2 separate regions of the Mus musculus genome follow, and region 1 is linked to region 2. Evidence: chromatin contacts called from public Hi-C data. All regions are on one chromosome and are shown on one strand. The core of a region is the stretch at or near the end of the contact, and the rest is flanking DNA. Distances in the headings are between cores, read along the strand shown. Region 1 has its middle 18 kb from the start of Gm41818. Region 2 overlaps Gm32979 (a long non-coding RNA gene).

Region 1 (6,452 bases), core at 881-3,380, 600 kb before region 2:
AGGTACAGCAGAGAGAGACTCAAGTTGTCTTTATACAGATACAAACATGGCTTCATGTCCTCAGACCTTTGGAACTAAGGGAGAGTGGCTGTCAGTGATCGACAGCAATCAAACGCTCTCAGTCTTCACATTACACATTGGCAGAGATTTTTAAAGAGAATTTCCCATGCTGGCAAAAATATTGAGACATTTGTCCTAGGCATGAACATAAATCTGCATTTGCTTTCTGGAAGATTATTTGGCATTGGAACCACAAGTTTAAAGCTAGAGGCAAGTCATCATGACCTCTGACTTGACAAAGTTGCTTCTAAGAATTTGCCTGTCATGGGGTTGGGGAGGTGGCTCGGTAGTAGAGCATGTGCTGTCTAAAACATGAGGAGCAGAGCCTGGATTCCCAGCGCCCACAGAGGAAGCCAGGTGTGATGGTATGCATCGGTACTCCCAATGCTTTGGGACAGAGACAGGCAGAGGCTTACAGTCTAGCAGAGACAGCAAGATCCTGATCCACTGAGAGATCCTGTTTCAAAAAATGAGGTAGAGAAGCAGTTGAGGAAGGCATCTAGACATCAGAAAGATCTGGCCTCATGTGAGCCCACGTGTGCTGGTGCATTTATACAACACACACACACACACACACACACACACACACATGCAGATAGAGAAAAAGAGATTTCAACTATGAAAGCAATCGGAATTAAAGAAAAGGGAAATGCATTGCTATTTATTTATAACAACAACACACACCAAATAAATAATAATCTAATACATAAGTAGTCAACAACAGGGAACTGGCATTTGCCAGGCATGGTAGAGCTTGCCTGTAAGCCTACCACTTAGAATGAAAGGCAATGGGATTAGGAGTTAGAGGTTATCTCAGTTTGCATATTGAGGTCGTCTTCAAAAGCGAAAACCAGAGCTAGGTATAGAAGTGCAGGTCTATAATCCCAACACTTGGACGTGGAAGCAGGAGCAGCAGGGTTCAAGGCCATCCTTGGCTACTTAATGAGTTTGTGATCTGTCTGGGCAACTCAAGATCCTATTTTCAAAACAGTAACAACAGAATAATTCCAAATGTCTAGGATGTAACTCTGTTTGTAGCGCACTTACCTAGCATAAATGAATCCCTGGGTTCAATCCCCCGCTCCACATAAAACCATACATGGACGTACAGGCCAGGTCTGAAGTGCCAGCATGCAGGAGATGGAGGCAGGAGGCTCAGAAGGTCAAGTTTATTCTCTGCTACATAGTAAGTTCAAGGCTGGCCTTGGCTACTTAAGATACAGTCTTGGGGATGGGGGGGGGGGGGCAAAAACAAAACAACAGAAGATTAGCAAGCATATTACAGTATTACATATTACAGTATGAACATAGACTGAAATAACTGCAGCTGGTGAATGCTTTATAACTGAGACTTAGTGAGACATGGGAATGTGCATAATGCATTCCATGGAGAAAGACTGCACACATAGAAAATCCATATAAATAGTTATCATTTGTGGGATGAGGAGGATGTAGTCTACCAATGAGGAACCCCCCCACCCCGGTGTGTGTGTGTGTGTGTGTGTGTGTGTGTGTGTGTGTGTGTGTGTACACTTGAAAAAATACAAAAATACATTAAAAAGACTTCATGGTAACTCTCCTTGGTAGCACGATGAGTTGGTACTTATTTCTATTCTGTATTCCTCTGTGCTGTGCAAAGTTCCTATAATAGACATGTGGTATACTGGTCAAAGGATAAAGACTTACATAGAAATAGCTTTATGAAGCATTTGACTTCACACAATAAATGTGTGTGTCTTTTACACTTTAATCTTAGACAAAAAGCCAATAAGTGCAATACGTGGATATTTTTTTAAAGCCGGGCCTTTCTAAGCGACTCTCCAAATGTGATGGGGACATGTTTCAGAGAACGTGTCCAACAGTGCGAAGGGCTGGCTGTTCCTGACACTTACTGATGCCAGGGTACATGAAGCCTTTGTCGGCCTCAAGCGCATGCACCCTTTACTAGGAGGCTGAACACAGGCTTCCTTCTCCGAGCCCACTGCAATCCCAGCGGAAGCACCTGGGAGGACTGGCCCAGAGCCACGCTATGTCCTCCAACACTCTGTGAGAGCCACGGAAAAGCCAGCTCCTCACAGAATCGGCAGATGGCGGGACTTCCTCTTGGCTCCCGTGCATCCAGCCATATTGGTGCAAGCACAACTGAGAAAGGCAAGCTGGTTCCCCAGGGCCGAGTGACATGAGTGTTCTCCCAGGGGGGTGCTGGGCCAGGCCAGCTGGCATCACCGGCAAAGGAAGATAATGGACAAAATAACGGAAAGAGCTGAAACTGAAGGGCTGGGGGTTGGTGAGGGTACGAGCAGGGCTGTGAGCGCTGGGAAAATGCTGTCGGGAAATGTCCAATGTTCAAGAAGCAAATGAAGCTTTGTGCTGAGAGCTCGCGCCTGGGGCCCCTTCTGATCTTAAGTTATTGCTTCGATAGAATTGAGAGTGGGGTACGGAGTACGTAAATGAGCTATGGAGCTGCTTCTAGTCTGTGAAGACAACACAGGCAGAAATTTATAATGAAAATATACAGGAAACATTTCAGTTAATAAAAAATGTACTCAGTGGCGAGAAGGAGCCAGTTAAAGAAACCACTGTGGCTCCTAACAGAACCGTGGCGCTTCTAATCCAGTGGTTCTCAACCTAAGATCCAAGAGACTTGTGAGGGTTGAACTGCCCTTTCACGGGGGGTTGCCGAAGACCACCAGCCAACACAGATACTTAGATTATAATTCATAACAGTAGCAAAATTACTGTTGTGAAGAAGCAATAAAAATAATTTTGTGGCTTGGGGTCACCGCAACATGGGGAACTGTATTAAAGGATTGCAGCCTTAGCAGCGTTGAAACCCACGGCTCTAATAGGTACAATGATCCTCTATACCACTTATTTCAGAGGATGCTTGGACACCCAGGTTTGGTTTTTCTCTGTTGGTAGAGAAGCGTCCCACCTTACAGTAGTGGGCAGCAAGGGTTTCCTCTGGGAGACATATAGGTTTGGTTAAAAGCATTAGTCCAGTGAGTCGGCACACTATGTCTTGACAGGTTGGTCTTTAAAAATGACTTAAGTCGTCTTACCTAAAGTGTCTTTGTATTTAAAATAGGACGAATAAGAGCCCCCTCTTCCCAGGTGCTCCTGTAGAGAGAAAATACCTGAAGTACTCCAGGTCACCTCTTAGTATGTTATTGGTATTTATTTTAATAAAGGAGATATTAAGATGCCAGCTTAGACAAAGTACAGGATGCTAAAATGTTAGATTTGGAAGGCACCTTGGGCATAATCTTTAATTTAAATCATCTTACTTTTCATAAAATATCATAACTCACAGAGGTTGGATAGTGTGCAAGGACCCATAATAACCCCCCCCCCATCCTCCTCCTCTCCCTCCTCACCCTTCTCCATGTTACTTATACCAATTCTCTTTGTATTCATACTTTTGGTTAATAGAAAACACACTTTTCTGAAAACCAAAATAAAAATATTTTGCAAATGATTTGGAAATTGTTTCTGCCATTTATAAATTATAAATTTACCTTGACTACTTTAGTTGTTGCTTATAAACACCCAACTGCCATTTCAGACAGTCTTTCCATGATGACCTTGGCATTTGGCTAAACAGCCCAGCTGACCCTTGCCACAGCTCACCCAACCCAGGAGTGAGCCAGGAAACTCAGTCTTTGCCCCTTCAAATAGAGGCAGCCCCGCCTGTTCCGTTACCCTTAGCTTCTCTTGTCACTTTTAACTAGTTGGAAGAAAACAGTTATAAGTTTAGACAAGCCATATGTGTTTCATTCATTCCAATGACACAAAACATCTTTTTTAGAAATTAAAACTGGATGTGCAACAGTGCCTGGCAGGTAGCAAGAAAACAGAGGGAACACAAAACGACAGGTACTGTGTGGTCTCACACGTGAGGAATCTAAGGCCGCTGATCTCATGGAGGTTGCCAGAGGCATCAGTAGTGGGTAACAAAGACTAGGCAGGGAAGGGCAAGGGGGATGGGTAGATATGGGTCATCATGCACCGTGTAGAAAAAAGGTGTGGTGTTTAGTTTAGTGGATGACTATGGTTGGTATGCATACAGATATTTCAAAGTAAAAGTATCCAGGGGTAGTGGTGTATGTGTTTAATCCTAGCATCCCAGAAGCAGAGGCAGGTGGAGCATCATGGTTTTGAGACTGGCCTGGTTTATACAGTGAGGTCCAGGCTAGTCAGAGCTACTTAGAAAAACCTTGTCTCACTGGGTAGTTTTGGTCCATGCCATTAATCCTAGCACTTAGGAGGCAGAGTCAAGCAGATCTCTGAGTTTGGGGCCAGCACGGTCTACAGATTGAGTTCCAGGACTGTCAGGGATACACAGACAAACACTGACTCAAAAAAAAAACAAAAAAAAAAAAAAAAAAAGAAGGGAAGGGAGGGAGGGAGGGAGGGAGGAAGGAAGGAAGGAAGGAAGGAAGGAAGGGAAAAAAGGAAGAAAGAAAAAATCCTGTATCAAAAAAAATTTGTATAAAAAAATTAACTACAAAGATTTTTGACAGTTGTTAGCATGAAGAAATGAAAAATAGAGGCCAGCAGTTAAGAGCACTGACTGCTCTTTCAGATGTCCTGAGTTCAATTCCCAGCAACTACAGGTGGCTCACAACCATCTGTCATGAGATCTGATGCCCTCTTCTGGTGTGTCTGAAGACAGCAACAGTGCACTCACATACATAAAATAAATAAATAATTCTTTAAAAGAAAGAAAGGAAACATGTTTACAGCAACAGATATGCTAATTAGCCTGCATGGATCATTTCTATGTGAATACATGTATCAAGTTATAATGAATAAATAAATATCATTATTTGTGTCAATAACAAATAAAGACTTGGCAGTGTGGGCTTATAAGAATAGCTTTTAAGGAGACTTAGGGAGGAAGGTCATGATTCCAGGACAGCCTGGGCTACAAACTAAGTTCAAGACTAGCTGGATAATATAGAGAAACTCTGTTGCAAAATAAAAAGTGAAAAGGGGGCTAAATAGACTGAGGTAGAGTGCTTACACAAAGTTCTGAGTTAAATTCCCAGTTTCGCAAACAAAACAAAACAAACTTGTTAAAAAACATAAGTAAAAATAATAACGATGATACGGAGAAATGGAACAAAGGAGAGAACAAGGTTGCGGATGTTTTTCTGGTTGTTTTTAGGTGGCTAGGGAGACAGCCAGTCCTCCCAATAGCCTGGTTAGTCATACATTATGATTCCCATCTCAGGTGAAGCCACTGGCGGTCAGAGGGCAGCTTGCCTGATCTCATACAGCCAGGAAATGACAAGAGTTGGAATTTGAACCCAGGCCCATGTGTTGCCAAACTACTTCCTTTAAGTAACGCTTATTCCAACTCATGCTAGCCATGACATTTCTCGGATTGAGACGCTCTTAATATCAAAAGCGAGAAATCGTTACATAGTGTCCCTACAGCCGGCCATATATTCCGAGACAAGAAATCCTGCATGAAATTCACTAAAACGTGTCCAGAGTCTAGTAAGCGAGTGCCAAAGTACTCGAGTTGAGCCCCAGATTCCTCGGAAATAGTGGGAAGTATGAGGCTTCAATCCTACCCGGCTACCTTGTTTTCTGTGTTTTAGACAAGCTCTCGCAACCTCTGCCAGGCTGGTTTTCCTTCCCCCAGCCTCCTCCTCCAAGCGCAGGGCTTATACTTAGACACAAGGGCCCACGCTGTCAATATGGCTGACTCATCCTATCAGTTCTGACCCTTAGACTGTCAGGAACCAGACTGACTCTTGACAAACAGAAGAAGACTCATCCACGCTTTATTTGCATAAAAACCTGCCTCTAAATTCAGCATCTTTATGATGAATCAGCTCCTCTTTCCCGGCCTTTCTGGGAGCAGGGATTCTGTGCGCTCCTCACTGGCTTTCCCTCAAAGTGTTTTTCCAGTCCACTTACAGTTGAGAACAGATGTAGATGCTGGCCTACTCCCAACACCCTGCAGCTAACTCCTGACTCCACGATTCCCTGCAGACCGAGCGGGGCTGAAGTAGAAAATGATTTCAGCCCATGGCTCTATCTGCATCACTCACTCCCAATTCAGTACTAGCCCAAAGGAACCAATCCTATTTGCAGTCTTCCTTTCAGTTCGTACTGAAGTGCGTACAGGGCGCACCACATTTCGGTGATTTAAGGCTTCGTTCTCCCTCCTCTGGCCCAACACCATCGTTTGCCAGTTTCCCTGACTCTAACAATAGAAGGGAAAAAAGTCTTTGGAAAACCGGAGACACACAATAGATCAAGATTATCTGGCCTTGGCTACCAACGCAAACGACCATGAGCTCAGACAGAAAATAAAGTAGGTCTTTTAAAAAGTAAGTGCTTCAGGCCAGAGAGATGACTCAGCTACCAAGAATGCA
Region 2 (7,163 bases), core at 4,304-6,803:
GAGACCATTGAACTGAACAATTATAATGTGTGAGTTTTATAACTTCTGAATTATACCTCATAATGTTATTTAAATATTAACCAGATGTAGCTCCAGGACATTGGATTTAGAAGTAAGTTCTTGGAAATGGCCTCCAAAGCACAGGCAACAACAACAACAACAACATTGACTCAACAACAACTAATCATTGACTCCATCAAAAATAAGAATTTCTGTGCATCAAAAAACACTACTGACACTGTGAAACTCATGGAATGGGAAAACATTTGAAAATCTAATATGGCTTTAACAGACAGACAGACAGACAGACAGACAGACTCACACACACACACACACACACACACACACACACACACATCACTCTTGAGGTTAGTCTTTAAGACCTGTCCAGCCCAATCGTATACATATATAAAGAACAGCCATGTGTCAACAACAACAGAAGACCTGATTGAAGATGAACAACGGACATAGCCATTACTTCAAATACAGCCATAGAAAATTTCAAGTCTAAATACTGTTAGAACTATTTTCTTTCATAATTTGACTCTTCCCTTCCTCTAGGAGGAGATACACATTATTTTTAAAGGGCATTTCCAGTTGACTCAGAAAAAGGGTATTTTTAGGTTGAGTTAAGAGGAGAAATAGGATAAATGACTTCACCTTTACCCTACTGTAACTTATTAAGTTGTTGGGGCCCCAGCTTCTTCATCTGTGACATTAAGGACTTCAAACTCTTAAAAATATGATCATCCTGAGTGAGGTAACCCAATCACAAAAGAACTCACATGATATGCACTCACTGATAAGTGGATATTAGTCCAGAAACTTAGAATAACCAAGATACAAGATACAAGTTGCAAAACACATGAAACTCAAGAAGAACGAAGACCAAAGTGTGGACACTTTGCCCCTTCTTAGAATTGGGAACAAAACACCCATGGAAGGAGTTACAGAGACAAAGTTTGGAGCTGAGATGAAAGGATGGACCATCTAGAGACTGCCACACTGGGGGATCCATCCCATAATCAGCCTCCAAACGCTGACGCCATTGCATACATCAGCAAGAGTTTGCTGAAAGAACCCTGATGTAGATGTCTCTTGTGAGGCTATGCTGGTGCCTGGCAAACACAGAAGTGGATGCTCACAATCAGCTATTGGATGGATCACAGGGCCCCCAATGGAGGAGCTAGAGAAAGTACCCAAGGAGCTAAAGGGGTCTGCAACCCTATAGGTGGAACAACAATATGAACTAACCAGTACTCCTCAGAGCTCATGTCTCTAGCTGCATATGTAGCAGAAGATGGCCTAGTCGGCCATCATTGGGAAGAGAGGCCCCTTGGTCTTGCAAACTTTATATGCCTCAGTACAGGGTAATGTCAGGGCCAAGAAGTGGGAGTGAGTGGGTAGGGAAGGTGGGGGGGAAGGGTATGGGGGACTTTTGGGATAGTATTTGAAATGTAAATGAATAAAATACCTAAATAATAAATAAATGAATAAATAAAAATATGATCAAACTCCAAAACTGTTTAAAATCATATATTTGTAAGGTTGCTTTTATAGAGTGATTTGGTGTACGGTTCAAAGTCATAATTATGAAAGGAAATAGAATTCAGAGGAAAGACAACCCATTTCTGCCGGCTGTGCCACTGTCCTTTGGCTGTGTGTCTATTGTAGGAGCATGCCTTACTTTCTGGTGTATAGTTACAGGCTGGTGAGGCCTAGCTCCTTTAGCTTCAGTTTGGGGGAATTCGGAGGGCTGAACCCAGGGACGGGCACTTTAACTCAGTGCCTGTTCCTAGTCCTAAAGTTTAAATTCTTTAAGGAAATGATTCATTTTTCCAAACACTTTCTCTCTTAGTTTCTCTTCTTCTGCCTGTCCTTCTTCATTCATTTTCTCCCTGAAACAATGCAGTTGGAAACTTCACAAATGAATGGAAGCCACTGTTTAAAGACCCACACCCTCCTCCTTCTGACTTGACTTGTCATATAGACATCAGTCATTTTCATGGTTTACATTTCTAACTGTCTTAAGACACTAGATTTCTGCTATTGTGCTTAGCTTAATTTATAAGTACTTTCTCAACTCTTATAGTGGTTCTTTAATGACAAATCAATGCTAATTTCCAGACTGAGAAATAAAAAGGGATCCAAGAGGTTGACTCAGGACCACTCATCTACTAAGAATCAGTAGACCGTGTGGGTTTATGCTGCTTACGTCCCAAAGTCCAACTTCACTTGGTAGAGATGTTTAGAGCTTGGGGGAACTGCTTCATCATCAATGGAACAGACTGATTGATGGATCACGACGTACAAGAACAATAACAGCATTAAATGTGCAAATAAAATGCCTTCCACCAAAGTAGGTTGAATGGGCCCCGACTGTTAACAGCTGTTTTGTTAGCAACATTCAACACTGAAGTCTAGCCTTGAGTCGGTAATCTTGATGGCCACATGGAGTCATCACGACTTTGCAGATTCAGTTACTCCGCTCTTAAGCAAACAGGCATTTTCAGGGAGAGAAGAAGGAAGCCATCTTTAAACAAGGATCTATCAGAGAAACAGATGAACCCAATCCAATAAGAATGATTATACTAGAAATAAGAGGCCTTGGCTTTCAGCATATTCTGAGTGAGCAGCTATGTTCAATGTGTATCCCCTAATGACTCCCAGAACACTGGAAAACCTTTCAACAGGCTATCTCAGAGCAAAGTGAAGTGTGTTGCTTGTGAGGTAGGACAAGGCACAGGCACAGATCACTGTCCCATCCAAGGCTGTGGAGTGTCTCTGCTGTATACTGTACACTCTGAGCCCACGGGAACTGTGCATTTGAACACTGTATGTATCTTGTTTCTTTTTTGTTTGTTTGTTTGTTTGTTTGTTTTGTTTTTTTTCGAGACAGGGTTTCTCTGTGTAACCCTGGCTGTCCTGGAACTCACTCTGTAGACCAGGCTGGCCTTGAACTCAGAAATCCGCTTGCCTCTGCCTCCCAAGTGCTGGGATTAAAGATGTGTACCACCACCTCCTGGCACATGTATCTTATTTCTTGAAGAACAATTTATGGTTGGCCTTTGTGTCTCATTACAGATCAAGGCAGAACCTACAGGACTGGTCTAGAATACTCTCCTCACGTTCAGCTTCTCAGAGCAGCTTTCCTTGGCAAAGTTGCTGTCCTGATAATGTAATAGATTATTAACAGATTGTGTAATAAGGACATACAACATCAGAATCAACCCATTCACTCTTATCCCATTTAAATGTAATGGGCAGTGGGGGGAGGGGGAGAGAAGAAACTCACCTTGGAGAGGTTGTTATTGTAGACACGCCCTGGTAACCAGCTCTTCCTGAGTAACTGCTTGCTTACCTCACCCAGTCGAGGGAGCTTACCTTTCTGCGAGCTATTCTAGTTCTGCCCCTAAGACTCAAAGTCTCCTATTTTGGTATTTATGGAGAACACAATTTTGCATTATACAACACTAACACCTTACTTTTCAGTGAAGATACATACATATTTTTGTTTGTTTGTTTAGAGGGAATTTCTAGTGTTTAAATACATTTTTTTTCTAGGAGACTTCATATTTTAGTAAATGGACAAAAACCTTCTTTTAAAAAAATTATGCCAAGTACAGTCAGTTTGTTTTTCATTGCATTCCACTTCTTTTCTGGGGCATAGTATCACCTGTAGCCCAGGCTAGCCAGGAAATCACTATGTAGCCAGCCCAGCGCAACTTTAAACTTTTGTTGATTCTTTTGGTAAATGCTATGAATTACTAGGCCCATCATTCATTACAGTGAATGATACCGAAATCATTATAGCATAAAACACACAAAATTAATAAAGGGACAAAGCCAAGACTTCTACAAGTTATCTCCAAGGGTGATGGAAATTTGACAAATTCCATTTCCAGATCTCTCACTGTGGAGACTGAGGAGAGTCCAGTAACTGGTCTGTTGGCAGCACATGTGTGTGTCTGCATGTGCCAAGATAAAAAGCACATGTGTTTGTCTACAAGTCCAAAGATAAAACTGTAGACCACGGATCCCAAATTGATGTTTATTTTCATAGCCGTGATTTAATTTCCTAGTATGGTGTTTTACAAAAGTTAACTTGCTACAACCGTGTATAAGGTGGCAAAAGACATCTCCCTGTGGGGACTTTTGTAATCTCTTAAGAATTAGAAAATGTTAGCACCAGGCTTATAAATTTCAGTGGGAAAAGTGACTGGAGTTAGAGAGAGAGAGTAGCAGGGAGTGGGGCCCAGATTTTCCAATTGCCTGATCTTTCTGTACACTACTGGCCTGGTCCCCGTAGAAAGTGAAGTTTGAAGAAAATTCCCTTTGAGGAGCTTTTAGTGTGGTTGCTTATGGTCTGTGGATGGTGCCTTATCGTTAGGCAGGCTTCACATGCTGATGTATGGAAGATTTGAGGGCTCCAGTTGTCTGCATCTTTGAAACTAGTGGAGTTGAAGAGTCACAGTGGAACAGGCAGGAATTCTGTAGTCCTGAGAGTGCTGAAGACGGCAGCAGGCATTTTAGGAACACATAAGGAGGGACTGTGTAAGATTTCTATCATCCTACAAAGCAGCTTAAAATCTTCTATTTTTAACTTTCATTTATCCAATCCTTTTATTGATGTTCATTAGTAATGTGGTTCTCTTGGCTTTATTATAATTTATGGAGACTGCCATAGGTGGGCACAACACGGTCATAGATATTAACTAGAGTTTTCATCCATTTTACCTAAAATTTGCTGTTTGGACTTCCGAGCACAGCCTTTGGCCCCCTTCCTATCCTTGACTCTGAGGACAAAGTTTGTGAATATAAATGTCCTCAGATTGCATTTGTTATTATCACAAGGTAATGTGCACACATGGCAGTGAACAGCAGCCTTGGGCACTTAGCTTGACTTTCATGGGGAAAAACCTAAAACTAAAAACCTAAGGGATTATATAGCAATAACCCCAGCCTTGACTGACAAACCAGTAGACCTGTTTGAGGTTCTGTTCAGCCATAAATACTTGGTTTTCAATTACTTCAGTTATTACAATGCCTGAATTAATTAATCAAGCAACTTTGTGTGCTGGAAAGACATCCTTTTTAGGATGCTGTGGCTATCCATTCCTGTCCCTCGGTTGCCGCAGAGCTGTGAGACAGGTTCATTTCGGAAAGTTGAGCTCCTGAGGCTCTTCTTGCCTTACTGACAGTCTGAAAAGACGTGACTTCAGATCCATAAACGATGTCACCACTTCAAAGAGGTATAATCCCGTCTTTGATCCACTCCTCTAGCCCCTCGGAGGAGGAGGAGGATGTGTGAGAGAGAGTAGGGAACTGGGAGAAATGAGCCTTTGGGACAGGGGGAGGCTTGTCTCTAATTATCAGCTTTCCTGCTGCTCTCTGCCCACCTCTGGCTTCTAAGTTTCAGGTATAGGGAAGGATGACTCAAGGCTTAAGGGAGCCAGTCCCAGGAGCTGATACTGTTTTCCTGACCCTGCCTAAGCTACTCTGATCTTGGGTCATGACCTCAAACAGGAAGTGCTGCTAAGCTCCTCCAAACGCGGTATGTGAATGAGGGGGTGGAGTTTAGCACACACAAGCCCAGCTGCCAGCCGTTCATGTTTACAAGGGATCAAGAATTGGTCACTTAAGGTCAAGAATATATTCTTTCTTCTCCCTGCAGGCGTGCACAGTATTGTGTTACAGACTAGGAGAAATACGGACGTCAACTCCAAAGTTCTAGTTTTTCTTCTATGTTGCCTGAACGTACGTTTTGAGCTCCAAAGAACTTTGTGAACAGAGTGGCTTAAATTCAGCTCTGTCCACCTCTAATGAGTTTTCTAGAGGGAAATTTAAAGCCAAATCTTTAAACACACTCCTTCTGAGATACAATTAATATTTGGGAATAAATAGACGTTTGAACAAAGTAGTAGGAAACCACAGTTGAAGGGTATTTAAGAGGGCACGTCCAGCTTTCCTCCCGAGGACAGTGTGAATCACCAGCTCGCTCTGAGTCCTTCTTTCTGACCGGATTAATTTTCTCTCCTTCTGAGGTTTTGCTGCTTCAGGAAACCACACGTTTAGCCAAGAGCTGGTTTCCCTGGTTGTCAGTGGTCACAGTATCTGGTGTTAAAAAACAAAAACAAAAACAAAAACAAAAACAAAAAAACCCCTCTGTTCTCAGCTCACTATCAGGTAAGCTTCATAGCAGGGCTGTTCTCCGCAGTGTCCCAATTGGCATCCATCAGCTCAGCTCTGTCCACCTGTGCACATCAAGGAATGCCATTAATGCTTCTCTCATGAGGAGATTTGGGGAGGGAAGAGAGATGCTTTCCAGTTCATCTTTCTTTTCATTCATTTAAGCAAGTGTTGATCCCCATAAATTATTTATTCAAGCAGTGGAAGCTACCTCCCCAGGTGCAAAACAATCTTCTACAGGCTTGCTACTGCGCTGCTGAATGGGGGAGGAGTCAATACCTTTTAGGAGTTAGGAAGTTGTAAAAACAGGAGTCTTCTGTTTATGTATGGAAATGAGCTCTTGGTGAAATACACTGGAAACAAGAAAACGAAACCTGGTTTCACAAAGGGTATACATCAAATTGAAAAGAACAAAATCAACTGGTGATAAGACTTAGATTTGCTATGGACCCTTAAGGTTGAGAAGGGCTCCCATTTATGAGGGAACAGCCGGCCCATTCTTCATCTCATTACTAACGGTGTCTGCTTCCCACAGCTTTTCTGAGGGGGTCAGAGGAAGGTAAAGAAGGTGAATAGGGTGGACAAAGATGCACTTGGCTGTGGTGTCTACATGAGAAGTCTAGTGCCCCGGGACAGGCAGATATGTCACATACGTGGCAATAAATATGTTTGCCATGTTAATACATTGAGTGCTCACATCAAACTCTTAAGAATATAATATTCATTTACCTCATTCTGTAGTGAAGGGAACTGAGGAAGCCTGAGGTCAAGGGATATGTGGAAAGTCACAGAACTTGCTGGGAAGATAAGCTCAGATCCCCACATAGGTGATGTTGTTGGCTGTAAGGAGTTCCTTGCACACATGGACTTCTGAAAGATGGAGTTCTGTGTTTCACAAAGTCTAGTATGGAAGTTCACATGCCTCACCCCAGCCTAGAATGCTTCTTAAGATGAAGTTTCCAGCTAGTGTTTGA

Evidence for each region. Hi-C and Micro-C count contacts between places; a contact is called where the count stands out from the background.
Region 1: a contact with region 2 is called in a Hi-C map of cerebellar granule neurons, with 3 times the contacts expected there. A contact is called at or near these places in 4 of 484 Hi-C or Micro-C datasets (brain, cerebellar granule neurons and cerebellum) and 2 of 130 datasets of targeted methods (astrocytes and bone marrow-derived macrophages).

Annotation. Positions count from the first base shown.
Region 1 is chr19:21,738,024-21,744,475 of GRCm38.p6, reverse strand. No RefSeq gene overlaps it. Among named protein-coding and RNA genes, the nearest start is that of Gm41818, 18 kb to the right of the region's middle.
Region 2 is chr19:21,143,226-21,150,388 of GRCm38.p6, reverse strand. It overlaps Gm32979 (a long non-coding RNA gene), which reads right to left. Exons shown (of 3, transcript XR_386592.4): 2 at 6,919-7,163; 3 at 3,950-6,542. Among named protein-coding and RNA genes, the nearest start is that of Gm32979, 9.5 kb to the right of the region's middle.